Regions from separate parts of the Zea mays genome. Here all the other regions are linked to region 1. A link is a contact called in public Hi-C data. All regions are on one chromosome and are shown on one strand. The core of a region is the stretch at or near the end of the contact, and the rest is flanking DNA. Distances in the headings are between cores, read along the strand shown. Region 1 holds the start of LOC103646181 (DDB1- and CUL4-associated factor homolog 1). Region 2 holds the start of LOC100272249. Region 3 holds the start of LOC100383479. Region 4 holds the start of LOC100281442.

What was found. A called contact is a pair of places that touch in the nucleus more often than the background predicts.
Region 2: a contact with region 1 is called in a Hi-C map of leaf, with 10 times the contacts expected there. The contact joins the promoter of LOC100272249 here to the promoter of LOC103646181 in region 1. A contact is called at or near these places in 16 of 25 Hi-C or Micro-C datasets (bundle sheath, ear, endosperm and 5 more) and 1 of 3 datasets of contacts at active chromatin or transcription factors (leaf).
Region 3: a contact with region 1 is called in a Hi-C map of bundle sheath, with 1.9 times the contacts expected there. The contact joins the promoter of LOC100383479 here to the promoter of LOC103646181 in region 1. A contact is called at or near these places in 4 of 25 Hi-C or Micro-C datasets (bundle sheath, ear, leaf and 1 more).
Region 4: a contact with region 1 is called in a Hi-C map of leaf, with 3 times the contacts expected there. The contact joins the promoter of LOC100281442 here to the promoter of LOC103646181 in region 1. A contact is called at or near these places in 4 of 25 Hi-C or Micro-C datasets (ear, leaf and tassel).

What each region holds. Positions count from the first base shown.
Region 1 is chr2:27,248,518-27,254,887 of Zm-B73-REFERENCE-NAM-5.0, reverse strand. It overlaps LOC103646181 (DDB1- and CUL4-associated factor homolog 1), which reads right to left and starts at 2,589. Exons shown (of 16, transcript XR_562043.4): 1 at 2,117-2,589; 2 at 287-377; 3 at 71-187.
Region 2 is chr2:26,876,733-26,883,110 of Zm-B73-REFERENCE-NAM-5.0, reverse strand. It overlaps LOC100272249, which reads right to left and starts at 4,437. Exons shown (of 13, transcript NM_001328593.1): 1 at 4,260-4,437; 2 at 4,067-4,161; 3 at 3,142-3,345; 4 at 2,822-2,938; 5 at 2,571-2,699; 6 at 1,866-1,992. The coding sequence starts at 4,317. It overlaps LOC103646175, which reads right to left. Exons shown (of 1, transcript XM_035965216.1): 1 at 6,293-6,378. The coding sequence ends at 6,293.
Region 3 is chr2:26,937,145-26,943,936 of Zm-B73-REFERENCE-NAM-5.0, reverse strand. LOC100383479 reads left to right here and starts at 3,951. Exons shown (of 3, transcript NM_001176127.1): 1 at 3,951-5,038. The coding sequence starts at 4,043.
Region 4 is chr2:26,802,090-26,808,823 of Zm-B73-REFERENCE-NAM-5.0, reverse strand. It overlaps LOC100281442, which reads right to left and starts at 3,816. Exons shown (of 11, transcript NM_001368016.1): 1 at 3,650-3,816; 2 at 2,694-2,953; 3 at 2,392-2,425; 4 at 2,139-2,266; 5 at 1,930-1,996; 6 at 1,604-1,703; 7 at 706-869; 8 at 203-249; 9 at 54-101. The coding sequence starts at 3,725.

The DNA of each region.
Region 1 (6,370 bases), core at 1,340-3,839:
AGGGAAAGAGATTGAGAGCAGATAACAGAAGAGACAGAGTACACGACACAAATGTGGAGGAGAAGCTAACCGTCCAGGCAGGGTGACAGCTCAAGAGCAACCTAGCAGTGGCAGCTCGTACAGCAACAGAGTAGGAGGTGTCAGACAAGAATTTACAAAACACCAACTCGTAAAACTCGTCATTGTCCTGATGATAAGTTTGAAGTAACAGTGCTTAGTGATACAATAAATGGCGAAAATAAATTACACTGATGATGCATACAGAACTCCAGAGTAGGCTACGCACCCGGAGCAAATTGGCCAGCTTCCCAATTGTAAATGCAGTCCTTGTGTTCGTGCTATTGAACATTGTGTCAGCTGAACGTAACTCAAGATATCTGCAGAGGGGAACAAATGGTTAGGAGGCAATCGAAGAAGCAATTCTGCAACTCCTTGTGTTCGTGTTATTAAACGCTGGGTTAGCTGCACATAACTGTATGAAATAAGTCTACAGCTCTGCGTCCACGTGGTAAAATTGAACTAATTATTTGCATGAAGCCTCAGAAGCAAGACTGCAGGACAGCAGATACCTTTCTGTCAGCGTTTTGGCTTAGTATAAGGTTCTCTTTCAATCCAGTCAATGACTCAATGCTGTTAAGTTGGCCAGACAGCAGGAGTCCTTCCTAGCTGTTTGAAATAGGGATAGGGATGTATAGCTCCACGCCTGGAACACGCACACTAGACGTAATATGCAGAGATGAGCGAGTTGCTGCCGTGGATGCCACAGAAAGGCACACACACTAGACGTGGTGCAACCTGGCCCGGAGGCAGGCATAGGATAGATAGAACGCCCTAGTATAGGCTAGATACAGGGGCGAACCCAGGCCTACGGCCGCCTAGGCCACGGCCCGGGGCGCAGGTCCAAAAATTTTTTAGAAGAGCTTGTGTTCGAATCTGGCTGGACTGTGCTAAAGAGCTGCAAGTCTGTATCTGCCGCCTCTGCCGGTCTTTCTTCGCCGAGTCATAGTTATATGTATGTATATCTATCCGACACCGTACAAGCTTCGCAAGCACAGGATAACACACATGCAAGCAAGAGCAGACTACGGTCACCTATATGTGTCCTGCAGATTTACATACTAGGGTAGTAGCAAGGCCTCGGGCAGCACATGCTAGGCTCCTGCTAGTCTAGAGAGATGGAGGGAGGGAGAGACTAGAGAGCAAACCATCAAGTTAGGATAAGCAAAAAATTCCCAAGCTAGCAAATGATTCTAAACCGAAGAGGCAAAAAAAATTACAATCCACAGGGCTTAGAAACTACTACCTCCATTTTCTTTTATTTGACGCATGATAGTTTAATTTTACACTAGCAAACTTCAAATAAAAAAGATCGGAGGGAGTACGAAACAAGATATTCCATACAGCCATCTAATACCATAATCACGAAATAAAAGATCAAAAAGTTGCGACCAAATAAACAAGATCACATGGTTAGAAATTAAGTTTGAGACTGAGCCTCTGTGGAGAGAGCTTTCTCATCTATGAATATTATTAAAACTAAGTTGCGTAACAAGACAGGAGACGAATGGCTTAACTATCGTATGGTGTGTTATATTGAGAGGGATATATTTACAAGCATTGAGGATGCAAAGATATTGGATTATTTTCAATGCATGAGAACCCGCAGGGTGAATCTACCTCGTACTAGTGGTATGTACCAATTACTAACATTATTAAATTTATTCAACATTACCTTTCAAGTCGTGTTCTTAATATGATTTCCTTTAAGGTTCTGGAGCAAGAAATACTGATGTTGATGTTGACATGACACATTTGGAAAGAGCTACATCATATCTTGTATGTCATCTTTAACATATATGACAACGTTATTTCGCGGTACAATTTTTCTTTATATGCTACTATCTTCGGCCGGCCCGGGCCTTTGGCCAATTTCTGGGTCCGCCGCTGGCTAGATATCAGGTGAAGCGGGAGACAGCAATCTAGTACTCTAGCTCACAGGGAGAAGAATCGGATCACATGAATAGAACAGGATTTAATTAAAATGTCATGAGGAAGAAGAATGAGGGGGTGGAGAGAGATAGGAGCGGATGAGTGACTGAATAAGCACAGCACTGACCTGGCTTCGTGGAGCTCGCACATGGTGGCGAGGGTGTGGAGGAGGCGGGGGTTGGGGTCGAGCTCGCGGTCGATGATCCTGGAGATGACGGTGTGGGCGCGGGCGAGCAGCGCATCCTCGTCCTCGTGGGGCGGCCCGGACCCGGGCTCGGCGGCGGTGGCGTCCTCCGACTCAGCCATTGGTGGCGTACCCGAGTAAGGTTAGGGTTTGGCGCTGCCTAAGGTAGGAGGTTGCGGGTAGTGGGCGATCGCTAATTCGAATGGAATGGAATCGATGGAGAGGAGGAGCTTTTGGGGGGAAGCGAAGAAGAAGATGGAAAGAGAGTCCGCAACCCAAGTCGCGATGGAAGGGAAGGCCGGGAGGGCAAAGGCGGCGCGCAGCCCGCAAGGCGCAAGCAACCTGCTCTCGACAACCTTCTTCGCTCGACATGGGCTCCACAGAGTACCAGTGGAGTAGGATTCGGCTCGGCCTACAAGAACTCGGCCCAACAAATGACTTCAACTTAAAGGGGGGTTTTCTACTTTTCTCTTTGTTTGTTTCTTTCTTTCTTTCCTTCCCTACAAGACTATTGCCTACATATGACAAAATTCTAAACCTCACTCCGCCATGCTTTCGTTGCTACTGCTAATTACATTTGACTACAATTTGAAATCGAAATCAGAATTGAATTGGGCCAACCGCGCACTAACGTGTTTCCATTTTCTTTTTTTTCAGCACCATACGACACCTAAGAGGCTGTTCTGTGGCCGGATGGTTCCCTTAGGCGCGAACGATCCGCGTGCAGATTTAATCCCTTTTTCATACGTGTTTATCTATTTAAATTCGTGAATTCTATTGATAAACATATAGAAACAGGTTTATATCTCTACTAACTATTAAGGGGACAGTGTAGACTGCCCCCGCCTCACCAGCACGCACGCCGCGAATCCCACGCACGACCGCCCCCCACCGCGATTCCCCTCCCGCCCGTAGCAATCACGCGCACGACCACCCCCGCCGCGATTCCCCTCCCACCAGCGGCGAACCCCCCCCCCCCCCCCCCCCCCCCCGAACCGGCCGCACGACCGCCACCAGCCGCCTCCGCCATCTAATCCGCCAACCGGCGCCGCGAATCCCCCGACGACTTTGCGCGCCTCACCTTCCCCCGCCCGCTCCCCAACGACATAGCGCCTCGCCTTCCCCTGCCCACTGCCACGACCTCTCCTACAACGCCTTCTCCGGCCGGCTCCCCGACAACATCGCGCACCTTGCCTCCACATCGACGGGATGGGGAGGATGAAGGAGCACCGGCAGAGAGATTCCGGGTGGAGGCGTAGTGCCAGCTCCCAGTGCGGCGGTCTCCCATCGGCGTGTGAGCCCGAGGGCGAACTAGCGCTGGCACGTGGTAGGGGAAGCCAAGAAATGCAGTGATTCGGCGGGGGTTCGACATCTATGAACTCGTGCATCCTCGTCGCCAGGAGCGCCTTCTTCCTCGACCACTTCACCTCCGTCCTCTTGCCTCGCCCAACAGGCCAGATCTGGGCGCCGCGACGCTCGATCATCGGAAGTGGAGGAGCGGCCAGCCAGGGGGAAACCAAAGGGGAGCACGCCGGTACCTCCTCCGCTTCGCCCATGACCAACAACACCGCCGTAACTGCCTCCTCCCTGACGGTGACGAACTGGAGAACGGAGAATACAACCATCCAGCGCTGACCAAGATTGTCGCACCCTGTCCAATGTCCATCCTGCCAGACCTGACGCTGCTCCACAGCAGTCGAGAGGGTAGTGCACCTCCGCTCCTTTTGCTGCTTTCTTTCGTTTCGATTTCTCACGTTTTGGTTCCTAGCTACGCACCATCCCCATAGTCATGGTAATGTGATCGATGCGTTATGCGTAAATCGAGCATCAAGTGCTTACAAAAAATGTGCGCCATAATTTGATTTGTTCAATGTTTACTGAGCACCCCTCCTTGTTTTGAGTTAGGTGGAGTTAGTTTATCCTGATCATGTATGTAAGCCTTGGCCAGTGGCTACATAGGAATTTTTCAGCAACAAAAAAATTGACACAGTTCTGAAGTAGGCATTTCATTATGGTATTTATGCCATGTTTTGTGCCCCCTCCCTCTCCTGACAGGAAACCGTAAAACAAGATTTAGAACATGGAATATCTTTCATGAAAACATGGTTAGCGCTTAGCATGGCTATAAGATGGCAGCAGATATCTTGCTAATATGTCTCTTTTTTATCTTTCATTCATGTAGGCCAATCATTTCTCGAGGTTCGACCAAAACCATTAGACATATTGTTAGACCTACTACACCCAAATCCTCTATCCCCACTGTAAGTGCATTTGATAGCATTGAAGATTCAGATGGCGAGGAGGATCTTGTCCCAGATGCCAAGAATGATAATGCTTACTTGGCCCCAAGCAGTGCTATTTTAAGTATCAGATCGCTAAACAAGTGACACCAAGGATATGTTGTTTTACCTGCGGGTCATGCCAACTTGTGCTAGCCTCATTCCAGTTCACTTGATTCAGGATAAAGTGGCCTCAATCATGTTCAGGTATCCCTTTTTTGCATTCCATTCTATTGTTTTGTCTTCTTATTTGTTGCTCTTAATTTGTTTATCAAGACTTTTAGTACTGAAAAATGGTGTGACCCTTAGCATGAAAAAAAATATCTACAACATCCACATGAGAAAGTTACAAGTGCTTCACACTCTATGATGGTATCATTTCCGATCATCTAGCAGTGATGCTGGTCAGGATGATCGAGCAGCTTTGAAAGAGCGATTTGCTTTTTACTACATCAAGAGATCTTTGGAGGTAGTTCACTCGTCATCTTTTTCCATAATATATTGATTTCGGAATGTAATGTGACTTATTTTCTGACCTTGATATTTAAAATAGGCTTATCCTTGTATTTACATACATGCATGTACGTCCATTTAAAATACAGCCACACGAACTTGATGGATGTTTTTTTGCAAAGTGACATCAGGTCTCTAGGTACTTGTCGAGATTGTCTCTCGCTCTCGCGTCAGAGACGCTCGCAGCTACTGACATACTTCTATGCTATCCTTTTATTTCCCATTGATCCCTATATAGTTGAGACTTCTAGAACTAATCATTTTTTCTAGATTGGTAGACTTTGGATGAGTAACAAAAAAGAATTAGAATCTTCTGCATTTGATGGTGGACATGAGGTCAGAGCACCAATCGAAAGAGGAACAACCAAAGCATAAGTTGTCATCTAAGCACCGTATCAAATTTGCAGAGAGGGACAATGTACATGTCCTGAGAGAAATCCACAAGAGAACGTCTCCATCTGATGTTGTATTAAATCCACTACCTGCGGCACTAACAACTGTTTCTTATCTTCATACTGCTTCTTTACTCCCAGTAACCAAGGCAGGATCTTCCAAGGTTAGTGTGAAAAACTATGTATCGTGAGTCACAATTAGTCTAAAATTGTTTCATAATATGTGAAATGAGACCAGAACGTACCAAAAAGGAAGGCATCCAATCTTTTGTTTGGTAAGTATTCATATATCAGTAACTTCTCATCTTCGTGAATGCAACAACCAAGACGTCTAACTAAGTTTATGTGCTGCAGTTTGGCAATCATAACTAGAGTACTTCATTTCCAAATTCCTCGACCCCCATGTGTAGAACTTTTTAGTGAGACTTTTGACAGCTTCTTGCCTTCCATAACATATTTAGGAGACATGTAACCACTGTTTGAACCATTTCAGAGAACTACTTCCTCTGTTTTAGGCGCGTGCTTCAGCAACTCATCTCTTGTTTTCTATTCCCTCTTCTCCTTTCTGTTTTCCATATTATTCTTTTTTCTCATGGTTCGCAGAACTAGATTAAATATGTGAGTTGGTTTAGGTTATTCGCGTGGAGGTTAATTGCTATTGGTGAAGGCTGACCAGGTCAAACATCCTACATGACCCACAGCAATGCAGTTACATTCTTTGGTATGAAGCAATATGAATTACAGATTTTGTGTCATCATTCCAGATACCTGACTATCATGACATTATAAAGCATCCAATGGATTTTTTTGACAATAAGAAAGAAGCTCGATAAGGGGGGTATTCCAACTTGGAGCGATTTGAGGTGAGTTACATGATTTGTTTAGATTGATATTTTTATTGGATAATGGAAAATCTATTCAAAGTAATATGTAAGCTTGATTGTGAAAACAATATGGTTGAATGCAAGCATACAAGAATGATTTACACATTTTTGTATTGTGCCAGTTTGCAG
Region 2 (6,378 bases), core at 3,188-5,687, 370 kb after region 1:
TCCTCGTCCTCGTCGGCGTCCCTCTTGTCCACTGGCTCCGGTGATCTCGGCACGATCTCCCGCGCCAAGCTCTTCTCGCCCGACCGCCACCGCTCCAACGACGCGGAACCTGACGCTCGCCCCGTCCGCTCCTTCTGCTGCTTCGACATCTCCGAGCTCAAGCGTTGCGTCCTTGCCGGCCTCTCCAAGAACCCGAGCACCGGTACCCAGTGGAGGTACGGGACCTTGAGCATTGCACGAATTGGTGCCTTGATTTGGCGAGAATGAGAATCCGACCGACCGGTTTCCTGATGGTTGATGCCCACGTCCACGTACAGGTACTTGGTCCTCGGCCAAGCTTGCTTCCACCTCGGCCTCATCGAGGACGCTATGGTGCTGCTGCAGACCGGCCGCCGCCTCGCTTCGGTGGCGTTCCGCCGCGAGAGCGTGTGCTAGTCGGACGACAGCTTCTCGTCGTCGTCGTCCTCCGCGACCGCCGCGGCTCCCTGCGTCCCGTCCGGCAAGACATCCAGCTCCGGTTCGGCGTTCATAATCCCAACGACGGAGTCGGAGGCCGTGTCCCAGCTCCTGGCGCACGTGAAGCTCCTGCTCCGGCGCCGAGCGGCTGCCATGGCCACGCTGGATGCTGGCCTCTCGGCCGAGGCCGTGCGCCATGCGGCGCACCTCGAGTCCCTGTCCATCGACCCGGGCCGCCACTTGCTGTACTCCTACTCCGCCGCCGCGCACGGATTCGCGGCGGCGCTGCTACCGGTCCATTTGCCCCTGCTCCGCAGCAACCCCGAGGTGCTCCAGGTTGTGCCGGACGAGATGTTCGAGCTCCACACCACGCGCTCCCCAGAGTTCTTGGGCCTTCTCACGCCGGCCTACCAGCCTGCCATGGGCAATCTGGAGGCAGCCACGCACGACGTGGTCATAGGGGTTCTTGACACCGGCGTATGGCCAGAGTCGCCGAGCTTCGCGGGCGGCAACCTGCCGCCATCGCCGGCTCGCTGGAAGGGGGTGTGCGAGGCTGGCGTGGATTTCCCGTCGAGCTTGTGCGGGAGGAAGCTGGTGGGCGCGTGCAGCTTCTCGCGCGGCCTCCGTGCGGCAAACGGCGGCGCAATAGGCGTGGGGAAGAGGACGTTCAGGTCGGCCCGGGACAGGGACGGGCACGGCACGCACACGGCGACCACGGCGGCTGGCGTGGTGGTGGCGAACGCAAGCCTGCTCGGGTACGCCACGGGGACGGCGAGGCGTGCAACATCGACTCCAATTCCGCGACGGAGGATAAGCGACGGAGACAACGCCAGACGGCGTCTGCGCACGGGGACGGTAAACAGTGACAGGATACTGATATCTGTTTACGCAACCCCAAGTGCTGTCTTGTATCCATTTTAGAGTTTGTCTGTCGTCTGCGTCTCCAAAATATAGAAGCCAACGCCAACGCCTCCATTTCGTCGAATCCCCTTCTCTCTTCTTCCATAATGGCAATTATCTCGAGGCTCTCACATGAGTGTGACCTGGGAAAGGGACAAACCAAGGCAAGTCTTTCCCCCGCAAATGCGAAGAGACTGCTTTGAACCCGCGACCTGGTGACTCAGTGAAATGGTTCTCACCACTGCACACTGCCTGCCCTTAGTGCAAAAACACTCCGGAACGCAAATAAGTATAGTGACTATAAATGTATGCACTGAATAACTCATGACATTGTGAGTTCCAGAATAAGTGAAACACTATAAACTTATCATAGACTAGTCTCAATTGTTACAGAAACAGAGCAGCCTGAAAGATGTACAAGGAGAAATATATTCATTGTGTCATATCCATATATCATTCAGATTATAGTTTGTCTAAGCTCAATGTCAAAGAAAAAGCTAATATCATACCGTATGAAGAAGATCCAGTTCTTCCGATGCTCAAATCCTCATTGAGAGCAAGACGGATTTCCGGATTGCCAGTGAGGTAACTTTTCATTTGAATTGTTCCATCAATCTCAGATGTAAGTATATAGCCCTGTTTAATGATAATGAAAAATAAAGTCAAAACGACCAGTCCATTAGTGCTCCATGAAAAATGGTACTGAGAGAGCATTATACACACTTACACAAGCAATAAATGAGGTAACAAAATGAAATGGGTGTTAGTAACTTGAATTAATTCAGTAGATTTGATGCACCATTAAGCGGAAGACGATCATATCATGATATGTAAGATTGAGAAATAAATGGTCGTAACTCGTCTCAATGGCCCCTTAATCCATGGTTTTGAAGTATCAAAGTTAAAATGCACGAGTGACTGTCATCTTTATTTATTCCAGTTAAAAAAAGTGAACACAGAAGTTACTTTAACAGTAGTGATATAAGGAACAAATGGCAATAAGGGTAGGCTCTTGCAGTAAAGGCAACAACAAACCAAAACTAGATGATGATATATGAAAACAAAAATTCCAGTGGGCATCCTCACTATCTAAAACATTTAGAACCGCTAATTCAGAACATATATAAATGATTTCAACAAAAGAAAAGGGGAAAATATCTTGAGATGTTGACGACTGAGGAGAACGACAAGACGTGACATAGACCGGTACTTACACTCGAGCTGAATGTTACACTAATTCTCTCAATGATATCAACAAAAATTTCCTCCCTCTTCTTCCCCCCAGGCTCAGTAGCAACAACAGATTTTGTAACAGCTGTACCAGGCATACGCTTCGTGCCTTGCTGCAGAAGACAAGGGTGTCAAATGAAACTATGCAATTGTCAAAATAGCACCAGGAATGCATGTTCCTCAGTCAAAAAAAACCTAATGTTATGTTACCTGCAGTAATGTGCACAAGTCTTACCATGAACATAGCAGCAGGACCAAGCGGTGGCAGCCTTCCAGCATCAACCATAATGGGTTCATTGAATATGTACGACTTGAGAACTTCAGTAGAGGTTGTCTGTGGGTATCCAAAGTCCTGATTGCACAACTCAACTTGTTTGAAAAAAACATACAAAATGCTAACAGAAGATGGTAGCAAGCATTCCCATAAACAGATGAATCATACAAATCACTGTGGAAGCCCACAACTTGTTTGTTAGATATTACAAATTAGGCTTTGCTAGTGACTAAAAACCAGGTCACAAAGGATACAAGTTCAGAATGGCGTAGAGTACTTACAATGACTTCATCAAGCAATTCATACACCAAAATAAAGTTCTTCCGCAATGAATCTTCATTAAGAACGCCGAGATAATCTTTTGTAACACGTGCAATCCTTTGAAGAAGCTCCAAGAGAAGGGATGGGGAGACATTAACCATTGTGGTTACCACAAAAAATAGTCCAGCGACTTTGACATGAATATAGTTAACCCCATCGACATTCTGTCATAGTAAAATGTAAGAATACCGATTGTCCCATCAAACAGTAAAGCGAGGCATAAATAAACAGATCACAGGTGGAACCACTGTCTTTTCATACTGTTTAAAGTCAAGTATTAAATTTGCCAAAAATGATCCACAAAAGGCTCCGTAGACGCAGCTGATAGAGACAATTACACATCACGGTAAAAACCATTTTTCATTGAATAGAAAATTGCTTTTTGTTAATGAGCATAGTTCCTGTTAATCCTGAACGTATGTAGAGTAGGTAGAGTAAACCACATAAGGTATGACACCCAGTTTTACTCCGGTTCATCTTAAAGCGTCTGTCCAAGACAGTACGTGGATGGCACACAAAAATGTACCGTTAAATGTTTTAACCAAATGGTCCATACAGATTGATGGTAACAGATAACGGATGGCAACATAAGCACATGATACGAAAGGAAATTTGACAATAACGCACAACTCACATTGTGCTGTATGTCCAACCGATTTTCTAAGGTAATGCTGCAAAACCAACAATCCGACACCACTCACTAAACTATAAATGCACACATTCCACACAATCAAAGTGCTAGTCCCGATTAAACCACAAGCTTGGAAGTACAGCATTCAGCTAACACGAGGCGAGAATCACAGTTACTGCTGCTAAGTTGTCTACCGATGTTGCCCAAAGCTTGCAGTCTGAACAAGAGAGCGGGAGTAAGTAACAGATACGTACGAAGACCGGGGGCGCCTCCTCTGCCTCGTCGTCGTTCCAGAACTTGACCTTCCGGAAGAAGATCTCCGCGCTTCCCTTGGGCACCTCGCCGCGATCTGCCCACAAAAGGCCGCCACAGAGTTTATCCAATCAAATCAGCTCAATTCGGCCCAGATCGGGCGGCGGGGGACGGGATCTAAGATCTAGATCTTACAGTCGCGGAAGACGATGTGGTCGCCGCGCTGCGACAGAACGAAGAACTGCGATATCATCCCACCTCGCCGACGCCTCCTCGGGATCGCACGCGCAGATATCCTGGGCCGCTGGCCGCGCCGCCTTGCCTCTCCTTCCCCTCGCTTCCCTGCTGTGTGTGTCGGTGGGGTCGCAAGCTCGCAGCCGAGCGTGGTGCGTTGGTGTGGCTGTGATCGTGTTCATTGGGCCTGATCTACCATCAGTGACACAGGCCGGATTTTCCATTAACTAGAACATAGATGAGATGGGCCCGTATTTCTATTTCTTTTTTCTCGGCCCAACGTGCGTGTGTGTTTGGCCTTGTTGGTTTCCCTCCACAGGGGACAGCGCACACAGGCCACCAGTAGTGTAGTAGTACTTCCTGTTCCTGACAGTCACAGTCACAGTCACAGCTTTACTTTGCGTTCATGCGCAGACGCAGCTCACTGCTCCGGGCCTGAGATACATACATAGACACACTGAATATTGTGGCCATGCATCACCTCGACAGCAAATCACAACTACAAGAAGGTGAAGTTGAATATTGTGGCCATGCATCACACTGAATATTGCTTGCACGCACACGTACGCACCAGCATGGAAACTGGAAAGGAAAGGAACACAACTACAAGAAGGTGAAGCTGAAGTTTTGAAGACGCCTACAAGCTGCTGCTGACTGCTGAGTGCTGAGGCCAGGTCGGTGAGTCAGGTATCCTCTCCTAGTACAGCACCTGAACGACTTCCTTTCTTCAATCAATTATTATGTATGGATGGAGCATGATGCATCCACCTTTAAAACATTGCAAATCTTGTTTCCAATGCTCCAGGATGACGACATATTGCACTGACTGACGCAGAATCTCGCAGCCGTCTTGGCAAACAACATGGCCACTTGCCCACTTCCCAAGCTCAGAGAAGGGCATGTCCCAGGCATTGATAACTTCTGACCAACAAACACACACAACAAACAAAAGGTTCATAAGTCAGCGAGACATAATCACAAAACAAAATCAATCTACTATTATTTCTAGTACGCCAGCAGTCAGCGAAAGCAAAGCATAGCTGTCAACTTCACTCAGTTTCTCAACACAAACCAGGCGAGTGAAGGAAACCGGCAGTTTATTCCTATTGTTTGCAGCTGTCACCCGACAGCACAAATACACAAGAACACAGCCTGCTTGACATGACGAAATATCCGTTTGAGTAAGCAGAACACATACATCTAGTGAAGCAGTCAACCATGCATTTTTTGGTTTCATTCATTCATTCATGTCGATATATTGAAATCAACAGAACATGAGCAGAAGAGCAGGTGAATAGGAGAAGACCGTTCGATTGTGTGCATGAGTTCAGTTTATCAGAGACATAGCACAAACATTGTGTGCATGAGTTCAGTTTATCAGAGACATAGCACAAACATTTTTAGGCCATCTCCAGTAGTCCGTGCAAACGGGCATGCAAAACATTGTTTTGTACCGTAGACGACATTATTTAGAGAGTAGAGTTTGAAATAGGGAGCAGTATATGGAGTGTGATAGGGAGGCTGCTGGAGAAAGCCTAAGACTAGCATGTGAAAAAACGATCGTCCGATATTGTACGCTCTCCCATAGCACATGCATGCTTCTATGTTATTCCCTCCGTTCTTTTTTATTTGTCACATTTTAGTTCAAAAATGAACTAGCATGCAACAAATATTCAGGAACGGGAGGTAGTACCAAAAAATCACACCAGTTTATTAGACCTAGCCAGTAATTTTCATCCTGTGGCCATGCAGCGACAGGAGTTGTGATATGGATGACAGTCCACACAAAAACATATGAACAAAGACTGTAAAGGCATCGATCCCATATAAGGCAAATAAAAGGTCGTGTTCTCGGTCAAACAAAATCCGAGGATCGTGAGAAGAACTTGAGGTTAGCTGTTGCAAAACATACAGTGAACATGTCCAGATGCATGTGAAGGATTTTCTATCTTTCCCTTGAGAGCACAACAAAAGGAAGGATTATCTAAAAAGGCTTACTTGGATTCGAGAAACTCCCTGATATCAGACTGCTCTTCATAATCATCATCTTCGAGATTGATCACAGGAATTGTTCGCTCAT
Region 3 (6,792 bases), core at 2,702-5,201, 310 kb after region 1:
GAGCTCTTGGCTTGTCGGACAGCGGCGTCTTCCAGGAGGCCCTTGAGCTCGCCCTGAATGCGTCGCCCCTCGGTGGTGGATGGCTCTGGCATTGTTCGGAGTAGCATCGCCGCTGCAACCAGGTTCTGACCGGCCCCGCTGAAAGCCGGGGGTAGCCCCGCCCTGGCATTGTCGACGATGTGGTGCTGGACGTCCCGGGCCCGATGACGCGCTCCTCCGGCGAGTGCCCGACCTGCCCATTCCTGCTCGATGTTTTGCCGGAGCTGCACGAGCCACACTGCTTCTTCATCGAGCTTGACCTGCACCTCGCGGAGTTGCTCAAGCTGTGTGTCCTGACCCCCCGCAGGGACTGGGACCACAGCTAGCTTCCGCGGGATCTCAACGCGAGACGCAGACACATGGGCGTTGTCATCTTCCGGTATACCGAGGTGGTTGTCTTCATTGTGATCCCCCTGATCGATGTGGAAACACTCGAGTCTTGGGCCATGACCCTCGTCGTCGAGGTTGTGGTCATCGTCAGAGCACCCCGGAGAGGCAGTAGTCACATGCGGACATGAAGTCTCGCACGACACTGAGATCATAGAGTCCGGAGAAATCCCAACCGAAGTCGGGACCATCCTCTTCCTCGAAACCCACGAGTTCGGAGGTTGAGACGGCCATCAGTCGGTTCCAGGTTGACCACATATGGTACCCTGGAAGGTCAGGATACGCCCTTGCGAAAGCGCTCACCGAAGCGGGGTCGCTTGGCGGATCGAAGCTGAATCTAAAAGGGACAGGGTGGAAAACGGACGGTACCTCTTGATCGATGGACGGTGTGCAGTCGCGTCAGGGACGGAATGCACCGTTATCTCAGGTACGAGGCTAACGTCCAGCAAGTCCTTCGCGAGGGTGCTGGCGTCATCAGTCCGCTTGGGGTTGGCACGTTGCGGGGAAGCGACACCCATCGTTGTCTCAGGTGCGAGAATAACACCCGACATGTCCCCCGTAGGGGTGCCAGCGTCGTCGACTCGCTCTGGTCCGACAGCCGACGAGGTGCCGCCTCCTGCCTGGCCACGATTGCCCCGTCTCCTCCTCCTCCGGCGAGGAGGGTGGCGGGGCAAACCTAGGTGTTCCTCTTTCGCCACGGGGGGAAGTCGTCGTCGAGTTCGCCGCCGCCGAGCGAGCCGACGACCGTCGTTGCTGTCGCGCTGCGAGGGGAGGAGTACCATGTCGTAGCCGTCGTCGCGGGACATGAACTCGAGACTCCCGAAGCGGAGCAACGTCCCGGGCTGAAGAGGCTGCTGAAGGCTACCCATCTGGAGCTCAACGGGAAAGTATTCGTTAACACGTAGCGAGCCCCTACCTGGCGCGCCAACTGTCGGCGTTTCGGAACCGCGAGGTCCGTCAACCGACCAGTGAATTTGTTGCTACGTGCCCCTGCCCAGATGGGTTGATGCAAGATGGAACACAAGCGGGGGAATGAGGCTTATATTATCTTGCACCGGGGTGCTCGTAGTAGGGGTTACAAGCGTCGCGGGAGAGCGAGGGCGAGAGCGAGAGAGAGAGAGAGAGAGAGTCCTTGCGTGCTTCCGTCTCTGCCTATCTCGTCTGCCCCGCCTCCCTCTGTGTCCCCATCTCAACGTGCCTTAGGAAGGCTCTGGACATCCCCTTTTATAGATACAAGGAGATGCCCAACTGTACAATGGGGTGTAGCTATGTGCTAACGTGGCTAGCGGAGAAGCGCCTTGAGCCCTGTACGTGTGCTAACGTGGCTGTTGGGGAAGTGCCTTGAGCCCTGTAGAAGCATAGCTGGCGGTGCGACATGGATGCTGCTGACGTTCCCTTGCTTCCGTAGGAGGTTGAGAGCAATCCGACGTCATGGGCACACGCGGGGAACCATCATTACCTGTTACCGGAGTAACCTTAGATGGGACACCGGTCTTGTTCCTTCATAGCCTGAGTCAGCTAGCTAGGAGTAGGGTAATGATGTATCCCCTGTAGCGTAGTCGGTCCGAGGCTGAGGTCGGGCAAGGCGGAGACTTCTCCTGAGGCCGAGGCCGAGGTCGGACGAGGATGTGACTCCTCCCGAGGCCGAGGCCGAGGTCGAGGCCTAGGGTCGGGCGAGGCGGAGACCTTCTCCCGAGGCCGAGGCTGAGGCTGAGGCCTGAGGTCGGGCGAGGCGGAGCTCCCTGTTGCGCCCGAGGCCGAACTCGTGGGAGATCGTGACTCAGTTTTACCCTGGTGGTTGGCACAGTAGCCGGAGCGGGGCGAACAGTGCTGTTTTCCTGTCAGAACGGTTAGTAAAGGGGTGAAGTGACAGCGGTCACTTCGACCTTGCCGACTGAGGCACGCATGTCAGGATAAGGTGTCAGGCGATCCCCGCATTAAATGTGCATGCGATACGGTCGGTTGGTAGGGCGATCCGGCCGAGGTCATTGCACGACAAAGTCTGCCCGAGCTGGGCTTCGGGTGAGCCGAGGGTGCGTCTGCTGACTGAGGGGACCCTCGGGCGAGGCGTGAATCCGTCCGGGACTACTGTCCTTGCCCGAGGCTGGGCTCGGATGAGGTCGCGTCCCTTGGTAGACGTGGCCTTGACTTGAACCGCGCTTTATGAGCCGTGTATGGTTTGTTCTGAAGATGTTTTTCAGCCGTGTTTAGGAGCATTGGGGGTACCCCTAATTACGGTCCCCGACACCTTCCCTCGCTCAACCCTTCCCTCGACAACAAAGTCCAAGCCCCGACAAAGTCAAGGATTCGACTCAATGAACTCAAGGGTGCAACTCGCAAGTGAAGTCCACGACAGATTACGATGGGACCCAGGTTCCACCCCGTCCCCGTCTGATTCCACTTGTAAGCCCCATCGTGGGGTAGATTCCAGAGTATGTCTTAGTTATTGTAATTTACTGCACTGTAATGACTCCGTTGAGGGGAATACTCCAGGAATGTAGAAGATAACCGTGGGTACTTTACTCGCTCGGTTATCTATAAATACTCCCGCACTGTACACGAATGAGACACACATAACAAGACACTACAGTTCCCTACCTACTGTCTCGTTGTGCACCGGAGCCCTTTCATTTCCTAAGGGCTAGTTTGGTGGACATGAAAATGGAGGGAATCCATGAGGGAGGAATCCCTTGCTACACCTCTATTTCCTTGTCCACCAAATCAGTCCTAAGTGTTTGGATCCGTTTATCCACATGTCAGTCGGTACAAACATTGATTATACTGTTACTCCGATTATTTTAATTCCCTTGCATCATGCTATGTTTTCTTACAGAAAATCAGAATCATGTTTGGCTGGTGACGTGATTGAAGTGGTCACACAAGGATTATTGTTTTGTTTAGTTTAATGTGGCTTGGGTTTTGACACTACGGGTTTATTCGTTTCACCGTAAACCCATGTGGATTTAGTAGTATTGAGTCGGTTTAAATCTATAGCAAGTCAAATCCATCCCAATATATTTAAATACACTCCAATCCACATATAATTAGAATAACCGAACAAGGCATACATGGACAAAATCTAGTCATTAATCGTCTCTAAATTTTACACTATAAGATTTAAGGACCCGATTAAATTAAAATCGGTCTCTATTTTATTTATTTTTAAACTAAAATTTATTTTAAGTCCTAATATTTTATAAAGAAGTATTTGATCGTGATTCTTTACCACACCTATGTGGCTATGTCCGTGTAGTTGTATGGCAGACTTGAGCATCGAGTGGACTGGATAGCTAGGTGAGAAAAAGTTTTTTTCGCTCCTGATAAGTAAGAGAAAAATAAAAACAAAATTAGAAGAGAATATTAAAGTTGACTAAATTCAATGTGTCGTTGCACGCACAGGTATGGTAAACCACTATATTGTATTAATTAATGAAAATTGAACGAAAAAATACACTAATAAAAGGTAGGCATCGTTCGATCATCTGGATATCCATCTTTAATCTGTTGCACTTCCTTCCTTCTCACCGACGAATCCTCCATCCCGCGCAGCATCTCCTCCCTCCCTCCCTCCGCTCCGTCCGCGTCGCCAAACCCTAGTAGTACGTTGTACAGGACAATGGGGCCACAGCCACCGCTTCACCTTCCCGCCGCCAACGGCGACAGCATCGTCGACCGCGACGTTTGGCTCGCCTGCGCCGTCCCGCTCTCCCGCCTCCCCGCCGTCGGTGCCGAGGTCTACTACTTCCCGCACGGCCACGCCGAGCAGTGCCCCGCGCATCTCCCGGCGCCGCTCCCGGCGCCGCACCTCTTCCCTTGCACCGTCGCCGGCGTCAGCCTTGGCGCGGACGACGAGACCAACGAGGTGTTCGCCAAAATCTCCCTCAGCCCAGGCCCCCACCGCGGGCCCGCCGCCGCTTGTCGTACCGACCCCACCAGCGACTGCCCGCCGCAGGAGCTCAGTTACTTCACCAAGGAGCTCACGCAGAGCGACGCCAACAACGGCGGCGGATTCTCCGTCCCGCGCTACTGCGCCGACCACATCTTCCCCACGCTCGACTTCGACGCCAACCCGCCCGTGCAGAAGCTTTTCATGCGCGACACCAGGGGCAACCCGTGGCAGTTCCGCCACATCTACCGCGGCACGCCACGCCGCCACCTGCTTACCACCGGCTGGAGCAGGTTCGTCAACGCCAAGCTGCTCGTCGCGGGGGACATCGTCGTCTTCATGCGCCGCCACAACGGCGACCTCATCGTCGGCCTGCGCCGCACGCCCAGGTACCCGCTCGTCTTCCCCAGGGTCGGGTCCGGAGCCGGGGTCGACCCGGACCAGCCCCCGCCCCGCAACGCGCGCGCGCGGGTACCGCCCCAGGACGTCATTGAGGCCGCACGCCTCGCCGCGGAGGGCAGGTCCTTCGCGGTCACCTACTTCCCGAGACAGGCCGCCGGGGAGTTCATCGTCCCGCGCGACGAGGTGGAGGGCGTGCTCGCCACCCGCTGGGAGCCAGGCGCGCAGGTGCGTATGCAGGTCATGGAGGCCGAGGACACGCGGCGCACCGTGTGGGCCGACGGCCACGTCAAGTCGCTCCACCAAAACATCTGGCGAGCGCTCGAGGTCTGAATTTTCTTGTCTTCCTTCCATAATTCCAATTGCCCTGATGGCCAGTGTGTGTTCACCCGGAAGCACTGACCGCGTACTGCCATGCATGCTCATTGGTCATGATGAGATACCTTCCCCTTGCTTAATCGCTTATTAGTACAACAAACCAGGACTTTATTTAATTACTTAGTAGTAGTAGTACTACAAAGCTATCACTAGAACAATCTTGACCCGTACTAGCTTTGAAGCCAAGCCAGTCACTCGTGTCGTGCTAAACAGATATTTTTGTTGTTTTCGATCAGTGTTGTCGTCGAGTCGTATTTTTATATTGCGATTGCGTTGTGGGGCTGCCGGTGGTTCTTCTGTCGGACTGGATACCTTCACATGTCCGTTTCTGTTTCCACTCTGCACTTCTGCAGCCAGTAGCAGTGGGGCTGCCTCTCTCTGTCTGCTTCCTCATTCAGCCTGTCCATATCTTCCTGCTACCACTAGCAAGTAGTAACAGTATTTGTATATTCATCCAAATCTTGTCGTGATTCGTGATGCCTGTCAGCCTGTGCCACTTCGCCTTCGTACCACGCTTCTGAATTCTGAATGCATGCACCCGGCCTCCATGCCCTGTTTAATTTGATTTGTTTTCGCACAAGAAACCATGCCAGTTTTTGACACGTGCACTGCATGTACTCGTACTACTGTACTTGCTAGTATACTCGGTCCTTCAAATAGGGTGGTAATGAACTCTAAATTTTACATTACAAACTTTAAGAATCAAATCATATTAGAACCGAACCATATTTCTATTTATTTTTAAACTAAAATTATTTAAGGACTCTAACTTTTATAAATAGGTATTTGGATGGTGATCCATTACCACCCCTACCTGTAAATATTTAAAAAAACTCGGTTCTATTCCTGCTAGGTAAGTCACCAAAGAATTATGTTCTTCCTCTAATCATCAAGCGGATTCCCAACCCCAATCGCCCTTAACTTGTTCCTATGTTTCTGCTTCCATCTGTTTCTTGAAAATTTCAGGGCTAAATAAGTAAAATACTGACCAAGATTTTAAAGTCGGCTAGTCGACTCTAGTTGTCTGAGCACCGATAAGATGACTAATCGCGATTAGTCGTTGATTTTCTCGATTAATCAAGTCTAGTCGACTCCTAATCATCCTATACTCGTCCACCTATAACAAGACTATATGTATATATCAATATATAAAGTTGTAGCAGGACTGTAATACAACAGTACACTGATTTCAGCAGCACACTGATTCGGTGGTGGACCAAGATTTCTTGACTGGGTATGCGAGATCAAGAGATGTCCTAGGGACATTGCCGTAGTGGCCTAGTAGATCTGGAGGATAGCTGCGGAAGGCAGAAAATAATGGGTCTGATAAGATCGTGGAGGAATTTTTGAAGAGTAGAGATATTTTGCATACATACATATATGTTATTTATATTTTGCAAAATAGCGCTGGAGGGGGGCCTCTACAGCCTACAACCACAGCATGATGGAGGGGGCGCAATTGACACTCGAGCATAGGGCCGCGGGAGCACAGCATGGCAGCAGGAGAGGAGGGCGACGACGATAGAGAAGGTGCGGCGGCGCTGGAGAAGTGTGCACGCGCGAGCGCGACTGTGCGCTGCGTAATGCGTGTACCGTATTGGTACAAGTAGGGCAAAAGCAGCAAAACAATGTTTGTGCTGTACAGATGGTGGGTCGGTCCATGTAACAGAGATCGGATTAGTGCCCAAAACAGGCAAAACTAG
Region 4 (6,734 bases), core at 2,567-5,066, 450 kb after region 1:
CATCTCTAAACTCCATTTCAGATGTATAGGCAAATTTCTAGTGACATCCGTACCTGCTCTTCTGGTGGGACTCGTTGTTCAGCCAGTTTCTTTTTTGTGACCTAAGTTTATTGGGCAGAGAGCAAAGCGAAGAACAAAAGGTACATTAGCTCTCCATACTCATGTTCCAAATGAAAATAAAGTAGAAAAAAGAAAAAATTACCTCAATATTCTGCCTGACATTTTCATTACTGGGATCAAGCTCGGCGGCTGCAAGAAGAGCAAAGTAGATTAACTACACATGATTGGATAAATGGATAGCATAACAGTATAGTGCAGAAGCATGCAGGACAAACAAGTGGAGCAGTTAGTTCTATCAGGCAGAAGAAGAAACCATTATAACTGAAATATCAGGAATAATTGGAATAAATTTGATGATCCAGATTTTAGTAGTTTACACAGTGCTTAAAGCATGGCATGAATTTGGCTGTGGAACTTGATAAGGGCTCAACAGGGAACTGAACTAATTTTTTTCCCGAATCTATACAAGCACATATGTCCAGATGTTAAGAAGTTGATTTGGGGTTGGATGCCACTGTATGCTGAAAGTTACTCAAGAAAAAAAGTTTAACTTCTAGATCCACAGTTCAGATAAGAGACACAACACAGGCAACTGCACCTACTAGATATGGAAAAGGTTAAAAACGGCAGCATGCCAACAGATACCTTTCAAGTATCCCTTGTACAGAGCATCGTGATAATTCCCCATAGCAAAATAAGCAGATCCGAGTCGGCTATATGCTTTGCTGTAGTGAGGGTCAATTTCAATTGACTTCAGGCAGTCCTCAATAGCTTTGTTGTTCATATTAAGAAGGGTATATGCAGCAGCCCTGGAAGTGGCATGTGCATGTTACATCAAAGTGGAAGAAAGTAAATGACATCATGAATTAACAAAAGCTAAACAGTCCTTTGGTTGACAGAAATGAGATGTTCTCAATGGGCTTCTGACCAACTCATTATTTCTTTTATTTTTTTCAAAAATGTAGGAGAGGCGTGCGTCATTATATTAAGCAGCGAATAGGGACAAGAGCCGAAACAACCCCACAAACACCACACACACACACACACACACACATCAATATTCAAAAGATTGCATTCATAGATTAGGCAAGGATCTCCATTGATTGGGTGCTCTTTCTATGTGTCATATGTGATGATCCAACCTGTCATATGCCCATATGTGCTGATCATGCATGCTATATGTGCCTTGGTGTTTATGGTAGTTGATCATAGATTAGGCAAGGAACTCCATTGATTGGGTGCTCTCTATAAACCTTAGACGATCGTCGCCTATATATTGTACATCCCTTGTGCCTCTATGATCATACTAATATTTGGCAGCTCATATTTTATCGCAGGCAGTTAAGGATTAAACTGCCATTAGCCCATAAATCTCAAGATCCCATCCTACATTACACATGAAACTGAGGGGGGGGGGGGGGGGGGTCAAATGTATCTTTTATGTTCTATCAATTTAACATGTTGTCATGAGGAGGAAAACTATTATGGTAATTTGTGACCTGCGAGTTCACAGCCATCAGAAGTTTCTCCAATTGACCCATACCTGTTGCAATAGTAAATGGCATTTTGTTGGTTCAATGCAATGGCACAGGTGTACAGCTCTACCGCTTTAAGGTGTTGGTTTGATCTCATGAATTCATTCCCTGATAAATAAATGATAAGCAGTCAGCCAACAAGAACAACCACATTGACATTCATCTATGCATAAAGAAGGCTTGAACTATAACATTATTGACATTAACCTTTACACATTAAAAATAGCAAAGATTGCCAAGTTAGAATTTGCACATCTGTGCACAAGCTAATGAATCACAAAGGGAATGCAAATCGTTACTCAAATACAATACATGAAATGACTAGACCACATACCTCTTGATTTAAAGGACTCTGCAATGTCTACTAAGCTTGCCCTTTTCTTTCCCAACTTCTGCATCGCCTAAACAGGAAAAAAAGATCCACAATTATTAATTGTGCAAATATGTCAAGAACAACCAGCCCAAGAAAATAGAGAAATAGATGCAGACCATCTAATAGTTCCCTAAGAGAAAAAACAGAAAAAGGGAGAGAGATCATTTTACCAGTAATGCATCATCAAAGTATTGTGTTGCTTTTGAAAGTAGACCAGGATCTTCAGCTCCAGCAGGTGATGTCTTAAAGAAATTGATTTCATCAAGTGCAGCATAAAATTTTGCAAATAGTTCATCTCCTGAATGATCTGACCAAATATTAAAAAAAGGTTCACGAGAACATAGTTGATTTTAATCACCTCAAAAGTGAAATCAATGTAAACAAGAGGCAACTATATCTCAATACAATTTATGTCAGTCATACCTAGTTCAAATGTATCCTCCACCTGGCTGTCGCTCTGATCAGAAGAAGCAGAAAGATGATATGAGATGATAGTATATCTAAAGAATGATATTAGGGAAAAGTAACAAAACTGTATGGATAAGCAATTCAGCATATGTTATATTAGATCTCTGAGTAACACGTACATCAAACTAATTGTGCAACGACATTGCCAATAAATGTGAAATATGAATAGGCATGTATTTCTTTGGAGCCACAGGAAAAAGGATGCGTGCGTGCGTGCGTGCGTGCGTGCGTGCGTGTGTGTGTGAGAGAGAGCATACATTTGATGTTGTGCATTTGTTTGAGTCTTCTTCGACATTTGATGTACCCGCAGTTTGAGATGGCTTGTTTGAAACAGATTGTGACAGCAAAGCAGCTCTTGCCTGGTCTCTTTCATTTGCTTCGAGAGAAGCAAATAGCTCAAACAACAGTCCTGGTTGTATTGCGTCACCAGTGGCTGTTGAGTTAACACTAAAAATGGACTCCAGACAATCCTTAGCAACTTCCAGAGCTTCAGGATCAACACCAGGAGCTAATTCGACTGCATCAAAGACATGGATGTTTAATGTCAGAAAATTGAACGGCAAGAAAAATCAAATGAGCAAAACCCATAGCAAATCATGTGATCCAGTTGTTCTAATTCCGTCATGAAAACCGATCAGACTTATTTAGATATTGGTTCTCAGTCAGCTTCTCGCAAGTCACAGTATGACAGCCGCGAAAATGTGGTGCTTTCCGCAGTAATTAATTATAACATTTCATTGGGTTTTTGATTCACCTGCAGGGATGAAGCATCTAATGTGACCACGACAGCATCTTACCTCCTTGCAAAGACACGCTCCTTCCAAAAAGGTCCCCGACACACACTTGAAGCACTTATAAGTTGTAACCCTAATCTAGATTCTAGAAGGTGGGTTTTGCCCGTGACAGGCGTAGAGCCATGGTTTCAGTACACATTCCTAAATAGGATGCACACCACATCGAGTTCCTAAAAAGTTGCGAGCGATGCTCTAATTTCATGGGTTTGGGTTTGGGGTTGGGGTTGGTAGCACACGGGATTGGATCCCCTCCAAGGCCCCCCACGGCCACGGCAGAAGCGGAGACCATGTGTGGGTGGGTTGAATGGATCATCTAGAAGCGGGGAACGGGAGCGACTAGCCACGAGAAGCGGGGGAGGGATCGGATCGGGGGTTCGTGGGTGTGTAGTAGAAAAAGATGGAAGAGAGCGAGTACCGACCGGAGTTAAGGAAGTCGAGGAAGGAGAGGACGATGCGGCGGGAGACGGGCGAGTTTGAGCGGGTCATGTTGCCCATAGATTGCGTGGGTCGGCCGCTCCAGCGCCGGCACCGGAGGAGGCGGAGAGGTGGACGGCGGGGCGGGTGTGTTTTTTTTTCCTCTTACGAGTTTCCAGTTGAAGTTGGTGGCATACTCCACCGCCTGATTTTATTTACGAGGTGTTTAGTTTATAATGACTAATCATATATTTTATTTTATTTCTTAAATTGGTAAATAAGAAAACTAAATAGATTTTTAGTTTTTATATTTAGTAATTTAGCGATTAAAATGAGATAAAATATATAGACTAAAAATATTTCATAGAAACTAAACACCCCTTGGTTTTAAGGTTTTTATAATACTAACTATGTTCTCAAACATTTATTATCCGGTATTTTATTTTTAAACTAAAACGCGACAAATAAATAAAATAGAGGGAGTACTATATTGCTATGTGTCGGTACCCTGAAACAGGGGTACCCTTACTACAGTATGAAGACACGATACCCACGCGACTATCTCTAGTAGCGTGGTAAATAGCAACCGACCCCACCATGTAGACGGCTCCGGGGCCGCCACGTGGCCAGAGAAGACAATATTACTCAAGGCATCAACGGTGGGTCCAGGCCCCCATGGGAAAGTGTCGGACCCCTGGGTAAGGTCCAGGACCTCCACGGGCGCGAGCCGGACCCCTAGGACGGTTTTCGGACCCCTCTGTGTAGGGTCCGGGCCGCTCATAGCAGGGTCCCGGGATTCTGAGACAAAGAATACTCAGGCCTTAATCAAGGCCAGGCGGGGGTCCGGAGCCGACACGTGTCTGGACCATACCGTGTACGCCTCTGGTCCCCGCTCAGGCGGAGACTCGATGCTGCCACGTGGCCTACTGCCCGTGACGTAAGACGGCGGGCGGAGCCTGACGTAAGGCCTCTAGGCCGCGCGGCCTCTGCATTTATTGCGGATAAGGCGTGTCACCTGTCCATTCCACTGGCAGGTGACGTGCCGCCTCGGCATTTAATGAGCCCTGTTCATCCCACTGGCAGGCGATGTGCTGCCTCAGCATTTAATGAGCCCTGTCCACTCCGCTGACGGGCGGCGACCAGGCCATCCTGCAGGCGACATGCATGTCCATTCCGTTGGCAGGCAATACGCCCATGCTGCCGCACTCATCATGACTCGCGCGTTACCGAGGAAGCAGCCGCGGCATATCAATACTGTATGCACTACGGACATTATGGCGCTCGGAGATCGCCCAGGCATTACAGACGTTAGTTATTTCCTTCCATTTTGCCCCTGGGCCTACATGTCGGGGCTCAGTATCCTTGTACGTGCCCCCTCGAGCTATAAAAGGGAGGGCACACGACGGTACAAGGCAGACTCAACTTAGACTCTCGGACTCACAAGTTCATACAAGCTCTCAAGCTTACATACTCAATACTACACAAAGTGGAGTAGGGTATTACGCTTTGGTGGCCTGAACCACTCTAAACCCTTGTGTGTTCTTGTGTTCATCCATCGTATAGCAGACAGGCAAAACGCTTAGGCCCCCTCCTTATCTTAGGATTTAGGGCGGGTGCGTTCCGCCACCCGGCCGGAGAATTTCCTCTCCGACATTTGGCGCGCCAGGTAGGGGGCGGCTAGGCTTTAGGTTTTTGCTTGTTTTTCTGCTCGACGCCATGGTCCACATCGTCGAGCACTATGATTTTATGTCCGAGGACTTCCCGGTGGAGGAAGAGGCTTCATCTTCCATACCGCGGGCCACCAACCGCCCTACGCCTGGTGCTGCTGTTGTGCACTTTGTGCGGCAGCACATTCCTGCGCAAGCGTCCAAGGCGTCTAGGGCTGCGCCTGGGGCGCTGTCTGTAGCCAGGGAATTGCTGCACCACCCTCCTAGCTCCACGGCCTCGCCGGGGGCCATGAAGCAGTGGTGTGACGATGTCGACCGTCTGCTCGGCATGGCGCACTCTGGCTCAACCAGGCCCAGGCCTCGGTCATCCCGGTGTCAACATGAAGCGTCGGCTGTTGGGGCGAAGGCGAAGACGCCACCCTTCGCTCGATGTATTCGCCAGCCTCGCTGCACCAACGAAGACAACACGACTAGTAGACTTACCCTTCGTCCCACACGTCGCCGGACGAAGGCCTGTTATGAGGTCGTCCCATCCCGCGGCCTCGTCCAACATGGAGGCCCACGTGTGATCCGGCCCATTGTAACAGGCCCTACGTGGCCGCTGTGCATTACGGGCCTAATTTGTAAAGGTCTCCCTGTAATTATAGTCTGTAACCCTGCTTTATGGGAATATTCCTGGGATAACCTAGGCGCCTGAGGGCACATGCATCCTTAACTCAGGATGCTAGGCACTCAGATACCTATAAATACCCCCGCACAGTGCCCTTAAGAGGCTAGATTAACAGAGCTATTGTCATCTCGAATTGAAACCTTGTTTACGTTGCTCTCACTCCCCCGTTAGATCAACTTGCTCGGGAGAGCAAGTTCCAACATTTGGCGCCCATCGTTCGTGCTACGGAAAAACCACCCGCGATGACACCCAAGAGAGCTAGCTCGAAGGCTGACGAGGCTGCGAAGACAGCACTGCTGGCCGAGAAAAAGTGCAAGGCCCTCGTCGACACCACCCACCAAGAGGCACCGAAGACGACGCACTCAGCAAGAGGTAGCGCAACGAACAACCCACTCCCGAAGGCAGTCTCCGCACCTACAGCTCTGGAGGACAACCGCAACTTCCCCCAAGCTTCGCTCCACCGGAGGGCGCGGACGTCATCGAGGACGGCGAAGTCATCGGCGTTTAAGCGGAAGAGCAGCTACAGCTGCGCGCCTTGCGCATCAAGAACCGCAACCTCCAGAAGCAAAAAGAAATCCTCGAGGCCAAGCGCCAACATGTGTCTGCACAAGCTAAGGTGCGCCAGATGATACACGATGAAGAGCAGAAGGCCCAGGAGCTCGAACAAGAGATCGCGCTCATGCAGCGCGAAGGTCACCTCGGCCTGCAACACGGCCCTCCCCTACAGCAGCGCGCACAAGTCGAAGACCTGTA